2 separate regions of the Dromaius novaehollandiae genome follow, and region 2 is linked to region 1. Evidence: chromatin contacts called from public Hi-C data. All regions are on one chromosome and are shown on one strand. Each heading gives the region's core, a stretch centred on a gene start, on an enhancer-like site or on the middle of the called end of the contact. The rest is flanking DNA. Distances are from core to core; before and after follow the strand shown. Region 1 overlaps LAMB1 (laminin subunit beta 1). Region 2 holds the start of LAMB1 (laminin subunit beta 1).

The links. A called contact is a pair of places that touch in the nucleus more often than the background predicts.
Region 2: a contact with region 1 is called in a Hi-C map of liver, with 10 times the contacts expected there. The contact joins the promoter of LAMB1 here to the enhancer-like site in region 1. A contact is called at or near these places in 3 of 4 Hi-C or Micro-C datasets (brain, liver and ovary).

The regions. Positions count from the first base shown.
Region 1 is chr1:12,507,680-12,512,479 of bDroNov1.hap1, forward strand. It overlaps LAMB1 (laminin subunit beta 1), which reads right to left. Exons shown (of 33, transcript XM_064505781.1): 24 at 4,389-4,758; 25 at 2,541-2,725; 26 at 1,045-1,286. Among named protein-coding and RNA genes, the nearest start is that of DLD, 26 kb to the left of the region's middle. Within about 2 kb of position 3,037, at least 1 of the 2 cell types and tissues checked has open chromatin away from gene starts, as enhancers often do.
Region 2 is chr1:12,542,905-12,547,743 of bDroNov1.hap1, forward strand. LAMB1 (laminin subunit beta 1) reads right to left here and starts at 1,877. Exons shown (of 33, transcript XM_064505781.1): 1 at 1,739-1,877; 2 at 1,430-1,599. The coding sequence starts at 1,775. LOC112980487 (a long non-coding RNA gene) reads left to right here and starts at 583. Exons shown (of 5, transcript XR_010387566.1): 1 at 583-1,058; 2 at 3,275-3,423; 3 at 3,791-3,981; 4 at 4,151-4,839.

The DNA.
Region 1 (4,800 bases), core at 1,787-4,286:
CTGCCGCTTGTGGAGTGTAAATGATTCCCTCTCACCTGCTTGGCATGCAGCTCGGCAGTAGCTAGAAAGCAAAAAAGGCTTTTTTTTCTGTGCCCTGTGATCACACCTCCAAGCAATTCAGTGTTTACAGCCCTGATAAACATCTACCCAAAACTTTCAGTCCTCAAGAGCCTGCTCGGCAGGAATGTAGGGAAAGGGAAGCTGAACAAAAAGCTGCCTCGGTCCCAGGAAAGAAAGGAGGGGAGGGAAGTCGGATGGATCGCTGCAGCTCTACAGGACGCGTCACTGTTTGAAGACCCATCCTCTCACTGCCCTAGGAGTTCACGAGAGCTCCTCCGCTGCCAAACCCGCAAGCAGGGCTGCTCGCCGAGAGCAGCTGGCTACTGTCAAAGGGAAAGCGAGGGAACTCCCTGCCTCCCCCAGGAGAAAGCCACCCCAGCGCTATATACAGCCGAGCCGGCAGCTTCAGCCGCCAGCACGTCCTCTTGACGCTGCTCTCTGTAGGTGCTGCCTCGGCTCAAGCATGGAGAGGGCGCGCGATGAGGGCCAGGCACGCAGCCGGCCTCTGCGCATGGGAGTGCTTCCCGGCCGGGCACGGGCCGCCCTGCCGAGCCGCGAAAGGGCAGGAAGGAGCCTAGCGAAAGCGAGCATGTGAGCTGAGGCCAGGCTAAGAGGTAGACCCTCCTGCCAGCGGGCCGGTGAACTACTGTGCTTGGGAGCTCTGTCCACGCCAAAGGGATCTGGGTTAGAGAGGGGACGATGAAACGATGGGTGCGCCATCGGTCTGGGGAGGAGCAGGCAGGAGGAGACCAATGTGAAGGGCTGATGCTTGGAAGCCAGTAGGTCTCTCAGCACCCATAGATTAAACAGCCCCGTTCAAGCTCACAAAATGCCCTATAACCCACAAAACATGCATTTTCCATGAACAAACTGCATAGCTCACGCTGTTCAGCTCTAAACAGTTTGTTCCCTGCCTGTCATTTCTTCACAAATCTGACTTCAGTTTTGCTGGAGGTTTTATCCCAACCAATCTCAGCCGCGTACCTTCTCGGCGACTTCAGAGAGATCCAGGCTTTGCAGCTTGCCCGCCAGTTCATCGAGCAGGCGCGACTGCTCCTCCTGTTTCACCTTGAACTGGGCCTCCTTCTCGTTGATTAAGTCTTCCACCTCCTGGCGCGTTTGCACTGATGCTTCCACCATGCTGCCTGGGTGAATGGTGGAGGCATTGACCCTATCTTCTGCCTCAAGGGACATCTGGAAGTACTTGGTGATACTGTCCAAGGCTCCTGCAGAAATAAGACTGAGCAGCTCAGCAATTTGGTCAGTAATGCCAAGTAATTTATATTATGGAGGTTGCTGGATGACACATCTGGGTTACCCTAGTCTTTTATCTAGCTAAATGTCAAGTTAAATGAAATGCTCACCTTTGCATTTGTACTCAGTGCTATTGTAGGGATGACAGAAGTCAGCCTATCATGAGAAAAAAATAAACAACTTATTTTTTTGCTAGGTTGAGAGTGTGTGAAGTTTGCTGCAATTTAAAGTTTTAATTTCTCTGACCTAGTGATTTAATTCTGCTTGCCTTGAGGGGAAAAAAAAGAAACTCCAACCCTTTAGGTTTACAGGGCAACAGCCTATTCCCTAAGGATTTACTTCTCCGCTTAGCTCTTGTTGCTTGCCCTGGGATGTCTTGCTTATGGAGTCACTGCTTGGAAACTGGTGAAAGCTCTCCCAAGAAACAACTGCTTGATGAAAGACGTTGATTTATGAAAGCTGCACTGTTAACTCTGGACCAGCCCCAGAGAGGCCCTGTGACGGGCCAGGGGCCCTGGGCTGCTGCGCTCTGCGGCGGGAAGCTGCCCCGCGGTACAGACTGCCGCACGTCAGGGACTCCCTCGTTTCTGCATCCCGGTTGCCTGGCTCTGGGAAATCCCATATGCACTGGCAACAAACTCAGACTTCCTGCAAAGCAGGAAATTTTTTTTTTTTTTTTAAAGGCTTTGTTTCAAGTTGGAACAAAGTCAGCTTTCAAAATTTCCCAAGATTTGGTAACATTCCTCCAAACAGCAAATTCCCATTCTGTGACTGAGGTTCACCAGTTGAATGTGCCACTGGGCAGGCAAGCCTCAAGCGCCGCTGAAGAACTGGGCCCTCACGGTGTGCTCTTAGTCGTAAAGGCTCAGGTGATTTTTCAAACAGAAACAGCAATTTAAGGAAATGGGGACAGAGAGCAAAATGTGCAGGTATATCATGGGATCTGCTGCCCTTTCAGCTGGTGTGCCTGGTCTACCAGGTATTAATGAAGAGATTTTCAGGTAACGCCGTGCACCAAGAGCTCAATCTGGCTCTGCAGTGTGCAGGCAAGGGGTGAGGGGGCAACACAAACTTCCTGCTGCATCAGCAACTCTGCTAATACACAGAAAGGAGCTGCCCTCCTGGGGACATGAGTTTTATTACAGGATTAACCTGGCATTTAAAACCACACGCAGGTTAAATCCCTGGCTCTGCCGCTGTTTGGTGCCCCTCGCTGTGACACCTACCCCGCACATCGGAGATCTTGATGAACTCCAGCTGTTCCGCGAGCTCCTTCACCACATGGTCCAGGCTCTTGGCATCTGTCTCCAGCACGCTCAGGTCCATATCTGTGCTATTGCTTTCCAGGGCTAATGCTGAAAGGCTTTCTTCTATGTCAGCTATCTTAACTGTAACATCTGCTGTCAGCTTTCTGTAAAACAGGGGCGACAAGACTTAAAAGGCGGAGGGAGGGTTGTTAGCCTCAATGCTCTACTTCAGCAAGAAGTGGTGGTTCGAGCTGTGCGGTGCTTCTCCCACAGCACGACCTGTCCTCCCTCGATGGAGCTGTAAACGATTTGTAACAACATGCCTACCTAGAATACCGGTTTTGTTTCCTTTATCACACACAACTACTTTTTAATCTACAGCACTTTTATAAACTCAAAGCACCAAATTGCTCAGAAAACAGCTGCTTTGTGTAAGATTAACTGGAGGCAGATTCCAGAGCACTGCTGTAATGCTCTTGTATCATGGCAACTGCACAGGTCAGAGTTGACTACTATGATCCATACATAATTTGCTTACCATCCCACACAGCTACAAATGCAGTTTTGAGTACTACGAACTCATGGGACAGATTTGAACTTCAGGAAAGGGGGGGGGGGGAGCCTTGGTTTTAACACAATGAATTCTTTTAACTCGTCTGTAAACAACCCTCCTCACCAGCCGTTTCTCTAGGGCTATGCAGAAAAGCAGTCTGCTCTCAGCATTCAACATGGCCTTAGTAAACCACAGAGCAGGTTTCAGTTTGTGGGATAACCCTAAAAGGAAAGGCAAATACATCCTTCAAGTCAGCACTGCTGCACAATCAGATTGGGCATAGAAAGTTATTCCCAGGGTGATCCCACCAAACCCAAAGTGTTTCCTTATTCTGAAAGGATCAGGCAATTTTTAATCTCTAGGTCGATTTACATTTCCCTCATTTATTAGCTCAAGAGCCTGCTCCTTTCCCGCAGTCCTGCCAAGCCCAATTCTTCCTTCTGCTATACAGCTTGAGAGGAGCAAGAGCGGCTACTTAAACACAGTATGTGTATATACGCTAGGGAAAGCAGCTCTGCAGCTGCTCTGACCATCCTCGGTACACACAGAGCCCAAACGCAAGAGCAACCCACAGCTCTCTGTCTAGAGGGGGGAGTTGTAGGGCAGGAGCGTATCCGTAATTGAGACATTTGTGCTTTAATCCTCTCCTCTCTGCTTTGTGCAGCTCGTTCAACACCACGCAAGCAAGCCCTAACAGCTGCACACGCAGCTAGAGAGCATCCGCGATGCAACTGGATGTTCAGCCGCCTGGATTGCCGAAAGCACAAGCTACCTTCTTTTGTAGGCCTAGTTTTAAAATAAAACACAAGGCTCCTACCCGGAGAAAAATGCCAACAGCCACTGTTACAAAACTGCTGCTCCCTCCGCTCAGAGTGGAGGAAGCAGCCCATGTTTCTATCTCAAAGGCCGCACGCACGTGGAAACCCAGGAATTTAATCTCTCCCCTCTTCTTTCTCACACACAATAGCAGCGTTTATCCTTTGACCCGGGGGAGCGCAGGGCGAGCGGCTCGGCACTAACAGCAGCAGCGGCGGGACGGCCCTTCTCCAGAGGCTGGGCGCGGGGCTGCTCAGCTCCAGCCTTGCTGCTGGGCGCGGGCCAGGCTGCGGTGCCCGCACTGTGTGCCAAGAGCTCCTGCACCCACGCCGCGCGCCAGGAGCTCCCGCCGGTGCAGGCAGCTGGGCGCAAAGTGCCCGGCCGCGGAGCAGCACCGCCTGTCCATGCTCTGGTCCTCGCTGAGCTAGACTTAGCCACGTAACCGCCACCGTACTCACTCTGCTTCCTCAAAGAGATTGCCGATGTTTTTCAGAGGCTCGGCAGCCGGATTTTGAGCAATGATGGTTTTAATTTCACCGAGTTTCTCCTCCAGAGTGTTGAGCGTCTGCTGATACGGGCCGGTGACACCTGTGATCTTCAGGGCATTAGCTCTGTCCAGGAACTGCTGGGTCCTGTTGGCCAGTTCGCCGATGACCGCGTCCCAGAGGGCGAAGCACTGGTGGCACGGCACGCAGTCGGGGAAGAAGCCCGAGTAGCCCCGGCTGCACTGGTCGCAGCGCGGCCCCTCCACCCCTTCGTTGCAGAGGCACTGGCCCGTGGCGCGGTCGCACTGCGGCGTCTGGATGCCTCGAGGGTTGCAGTCGCATGCTACAGGGAGAAAAAGGAAAAGAAAACGTAAAGGGTAAGGAG
Region 2 (4,839 bases), core at 627-3,126, 34 kb after region 1:
CTTTGGTGGTGGCGTGCCGCGTGCCAAGTCCTCCCAGTTGGGCAGCTGGCACCCACCAGCCCCCACTCCCGAGGACCAGCACCTGCACCCACTGCGGACGTGTCCCCCCTTGCATCCTCCAGACTCCTTACGCCATCCCAAACAGGAACGGCCTCGCGCGAGGACTTGCTCCTTCTCCCACCAAAATCACCAGCAAATCCCGAAAGACCCAGTCCTGCAAAGCGCTCAGCATGTTCGAACCCGTGGCGCTAAGAGGACGCTCGGCATCTGTTTGCACGCACAGTCTGACGGATTTCTGCACTGGTACGGAAATAAGAGGGACATACCAGACAGACACAGAAATGTTGGCTGCAAGATCGGGAATAAGGGCTCATTTGGGCTTCTCAAGTGGTGCTTTTCATTATGAAACGCCCTGACACTTCAACAGCTTGAGACAAAAACAGAAATCAGGCCTTTGTCGCTTTGTTCCACGGAGATCCCAGCGCTGGTAAAGAAGCCCTGCTCCGGATCAGTGCTGACACACGCCAAAAATGTTCTTCCAAAACTCGGCCCCTCGTTGAACCGAGCAGTACTGCAAGCAGGCAAGAGCGGGACAGTAAAACAAACGTGTGCGTGCTGCGGGGGAGGGATGAGGCAACCTCGGGCCAGGAGTGGGGCCGATCCGATAGCTAGTTAAGCAGCACTCTCGTTTGCAGCATTTCTCCCGTGAAGTGACAGAATTCGGTCCCGTTGCCTGCGCAGCGAGCACGGCCGGAGATTACACCTTTAGTTTCACTTTAACGGAGCTCCCTTTACAATCGATATTTATACTTACCCACCGCCCGCTCCCTCTCGGAGATAAGCTTCTTTCACCTCACAGAGTGAAAACCTCCGTGCTTTCCACGAGACGCACTGCACAACTTTATTTGCATCCCTCCCCTCGGAGATCATACAGATGTAATTATATCACCAGCGCAGCGGCCACGGCGCTAGCCCCGCTCCGCAGCCCACCCCGAGCCAGGAAGCAGTCTAGACGGCGCGGCACACGTCTGGGAAGAGCGCGGACCGGACTCGCCGCGGCACGTTTCCCCCGCCAGCTCCGCGGCCGAGGGGCTCTGCAGGCTCCGGCCCCCGCGGGGTCGGGGTCGGGGGGCGGCGGGGCGGGCGCGCAGCGCGGCCCCGTGCAGCGCCGCCGGGGGGGCAGCGCCGCCGGGGGGGGCAGCGCCGCCGGGGGGGGCAGCGCCGCGGCCGCCCGCCGGCGCCAGGACGGGTCCGGCAGCGCCGGGCAGCCCCGCCGCCCCGCGCCCCGGTGCCCCCTCGCCCTGCCCTGCCGACCCCCGACGTGACTCCGGACCCCGCCGCCGCCGCCGCCGGGGCCCCTTGCGGCGCCGGGCGGGCCCGGGCCCGGGGCGCCGCCGTCGGGGCAGGCGGGGCCGCGGCGGGCGCTCACCTGGAGGTGGCTGACGATGCAGTAGGGCTCGGGCTGGCGGAGGCCGCACGTGGAGGAGGCGGAGAGCCGCGCGGCGCGGCCGATGAGCAGGTCGCCGGTGGCCGGGTAGCAGCTGCCCTCGGCGCAGCCGTAGCTGTACTCGGGCTCCTGCGCCGCGGCGGCGCTCAGCGCTGCGCGCCCGCGGAGGGAGGCAAGGGGAGACAAGGGGGGAAGCGGGAGCGCGGTCAGCGGAGCCGCCCGCCGCCCCCGGCGGCCGCCCAGGGGCTCGCCCCGACGGCGCGGGGACGCAGCGGGGCCGGGCGGCTTTACCGAGGCAGCAGCAGAGGTACAGCCGGAGGCGGCCCATGGCGCGACGGGACGGGACGGGACGGGACGGCGCGGCTGGGCTCGGCGCGGCCGGGCTCGGCTGGGCTCGGCGCGGGACCCCGCTCCGGAAGCGCCGGTCTCTCCCTCGGCGCCGCCGCCGAAAGTGCAGCTCTGGCTGCTGCACGCAGGCGCCGCAGCCGGGCGCCGGGGAGCGGCTCCGCGCCGCCCGGCGCCCCCGGCCCTCCTCCTCCTCCTCCTCCTCCTCCTCTTCCTCCTCCTCCTCCCCGCCGCCCCCGCACGGCGGACGGGCCCGGCCCGGCCCCCCGCCCCGGGCTCCCGGACCCGCTCGCCGGGAGGCAGCGGGGCGCTTGGGGCGCCGTCGGGGGCGGGCGGGCCCGGGCCGGGGGCGCCGGGGAAGGCCCCCGAGGGCTGCGCGATCCCGGGCTCCAGGCCAAGCCAGGCGCGGGGCGCGATGCAGAGGGGCTGCGGCCCCCCGCCCCGGGTCCCCGCGGCCGGGCCCCGGGGTTGGTGCGGGGGCTCTGCGCCGCCTGCCCCCCGGCTTCGGCAGCGGGTCTGGGCAGCGGCCGGGGGCTCGCCTGGGGGTCGTCCCCCTCCCTCGCCGGCGCAGGGGAACAGCGCGAGAACGGGGGGTTTGACCCCCGCGGCAGGCAGGAGGGTGGGCAGCGGTGGCAACCAGCCGCCTGCCATCGATCCCTGCCCCAACGTCGCTCGCTGGGCGCCGTGGCCGCCTCGATGGCAGCTGAAGGGAGCTGTTTCCCCACACCACTGCATTGCCCCAGGGATGAGCCCACAAACGCGGTGTGTTGATGTTCGTGCTTCCCGTACGCGGTCCAGCCGGGCGGCGAGGCTGGGTCTCAGCGCTGCGTGCGCGGGGCACCGCAGCCTGCCCAGGGACCGGCGGTGGCAGCGAGACAGGCTGCCGCGGGAGCCGAGCCGCTTGTTGTGTTAGCGCGAGCTCGTTCATCTTCCTGCCCTCGGTCCCTGGGAAAGGGCGGGCGAGAGCGGCTGCGAGGGGCCGGCGGTCGCGTCCGGACTCCTCCGGCTCTTCTGACCTACTCGCTGAATTCCTCGGGCCCCGGCGAGGCCACCCGGGCTTAGTCATTAGGCCACAAAGTTTGCTGGGGACCGGGGGGAAGTTTTAGTAGTAAATAAATGCTGGCGAGCCGTCCTGGCAGATGAAAGCGGTCGCCCTCCTGCTGTGACTGCTGCTCTCAGGAAACCGTGAAGAAGGTGGCGCAAGGGCGAAAGTGCAGGGTTTCGGTGGGCTGGCGGTCCAGAGGCTCCTTGGGGAGCGCGGCCCCGGGTTTGCACATCCGTACCGGGGTGTCTCGGCGCGTGCGCACGAGTTTTGTTGCACGCGTGTAAGATGTAAGCCCGTATGTAAATCTCTGCCAGGTCGGTGTCCTTCAGGAACGCTTTGCCCTTATGGTTTGCAGGCCCTGGGTGACCCGCGCCGCGGTCTGTCCGTCTCACAAAAGCCTCCCGAGGTAGGTAAATATGTTCATTCTCATTTGACAGATGGATAAGCAGAAACATAGAGATACCGAGCGGCTTGCCCTAGAGGTTAAACACCAAGCCTGAAACCCAGCCCGGGAATGTCGACCCAAGAGCTGGTGGCTCTGCTTCGTTAAAGGCTTCCGGGAAATTAGACCCTTTTAGCTGAAAAGGCAGGTATTGCTACGCTAAACCTCTTCTGCAACATGCGTGGTCTTTCAGAGTCACAGAAGTAACTCAGCTTCACAACCCTGTCTTATAAATCACAGCCTGGCTTTTGTTTTTAGAGCAATACTCCAGTATAACAAACATATTTGTCCTGCCAACAGAAAACATTTTGCTGTACTGTCGTTAGAAAGCTCCACCGCTAAAAGAGAGGAAGGCAGCAGTATTCTGCAGCACTGGTACATGCAAGTGTGCCAGGACAGATGGTGCATGGTTTCCACTGCATTTTTTCTGTCTCATGCCTGTGTTTTTTCAATTTTCCAACTTTTATCCACATTTTCTCCACCTTTACTTTCCTGTTTCGTACTCTCGTAGAATGGATACCCTGCACTACCTATGAAGAGGGCCCGATCTGCCCTCCCGAGGTCCGCGTTGCTGCGGTTAGCTGCCGAGGCAGCTTGCGTTGCAGGGTGGTGTGTGCCACGCTGGCGCGAGGCGTCGCAGCGGTGAGCGGTGGCGAGCTGGGTGCATCATCGTGGCCGCGCTCTGCGGGGAACCAAACCCAGGTGAGATGCTCAGCACGTCGGTAGTGAGGCCCAATGAACTCGTCTGCGTCCATCCCTCCCCGCAGCGCGTGTGAGATACCACGACGTTTTGAGAACAAGCGGGGGTATTTTAACTTGATTGATTCTTCAAATGATGCAAGTTGAATTTTGCGTCGTGTCCTATCCCTAGGTTTGGTGAGGTGGCTTTACAGCCTGGGGGTGTCTGCATTTCCCTTGCGTGGGTTGGAAGCTTCCTCAAAGAATCGGAGTCCAAAACCGCCTTTGACTTTGGTGGAACCCAACATATCTTCCGTTTTCCTGTAACACCGCAGCGATTGAATGCCCAGCAAATAGAGCTGAGATCATTTTTGATTACATACATCTTCGATTATATATATTTTTGGTTAAGTGTTATTTGTCATTTGATTAAATGTTGTTGAAGTCAAAACAGTCTACCGAAAGATACTGATTTCAATAACTTTTTCAATAAACAGTTTTGTGAAGTCACTTGCAAGCACAAGAAAGAGAGCTGGGGAGGATTAAAATAGGTATTTTTGATCCAGATACAGCATTCTTACACAAACCAGGTCTGCAAAAACACTTCGAAAGTTTTTGTGCCACTTCCAGTGAGGAATGATGCATATTTTCAGACCTCAGAAGTTGTCACAGAATGGAGCTGGTGTCCTGTAGCCACTGATATTGTCAGGTCTGCCGGGTTTATGCGCTCGTACTGTGCTTGGGGGAACGTATGAGATACGGACTCCCTACTGACTTCCTTCTTCCCGTTCCTTCTTTTCTTCCAGAGTTTTTTCTTTCCTCCCATAGATAGATCTCCTCTGCCCAGGCCTGTTTAACTGCCTTATGTTTACAGTCTTTCCA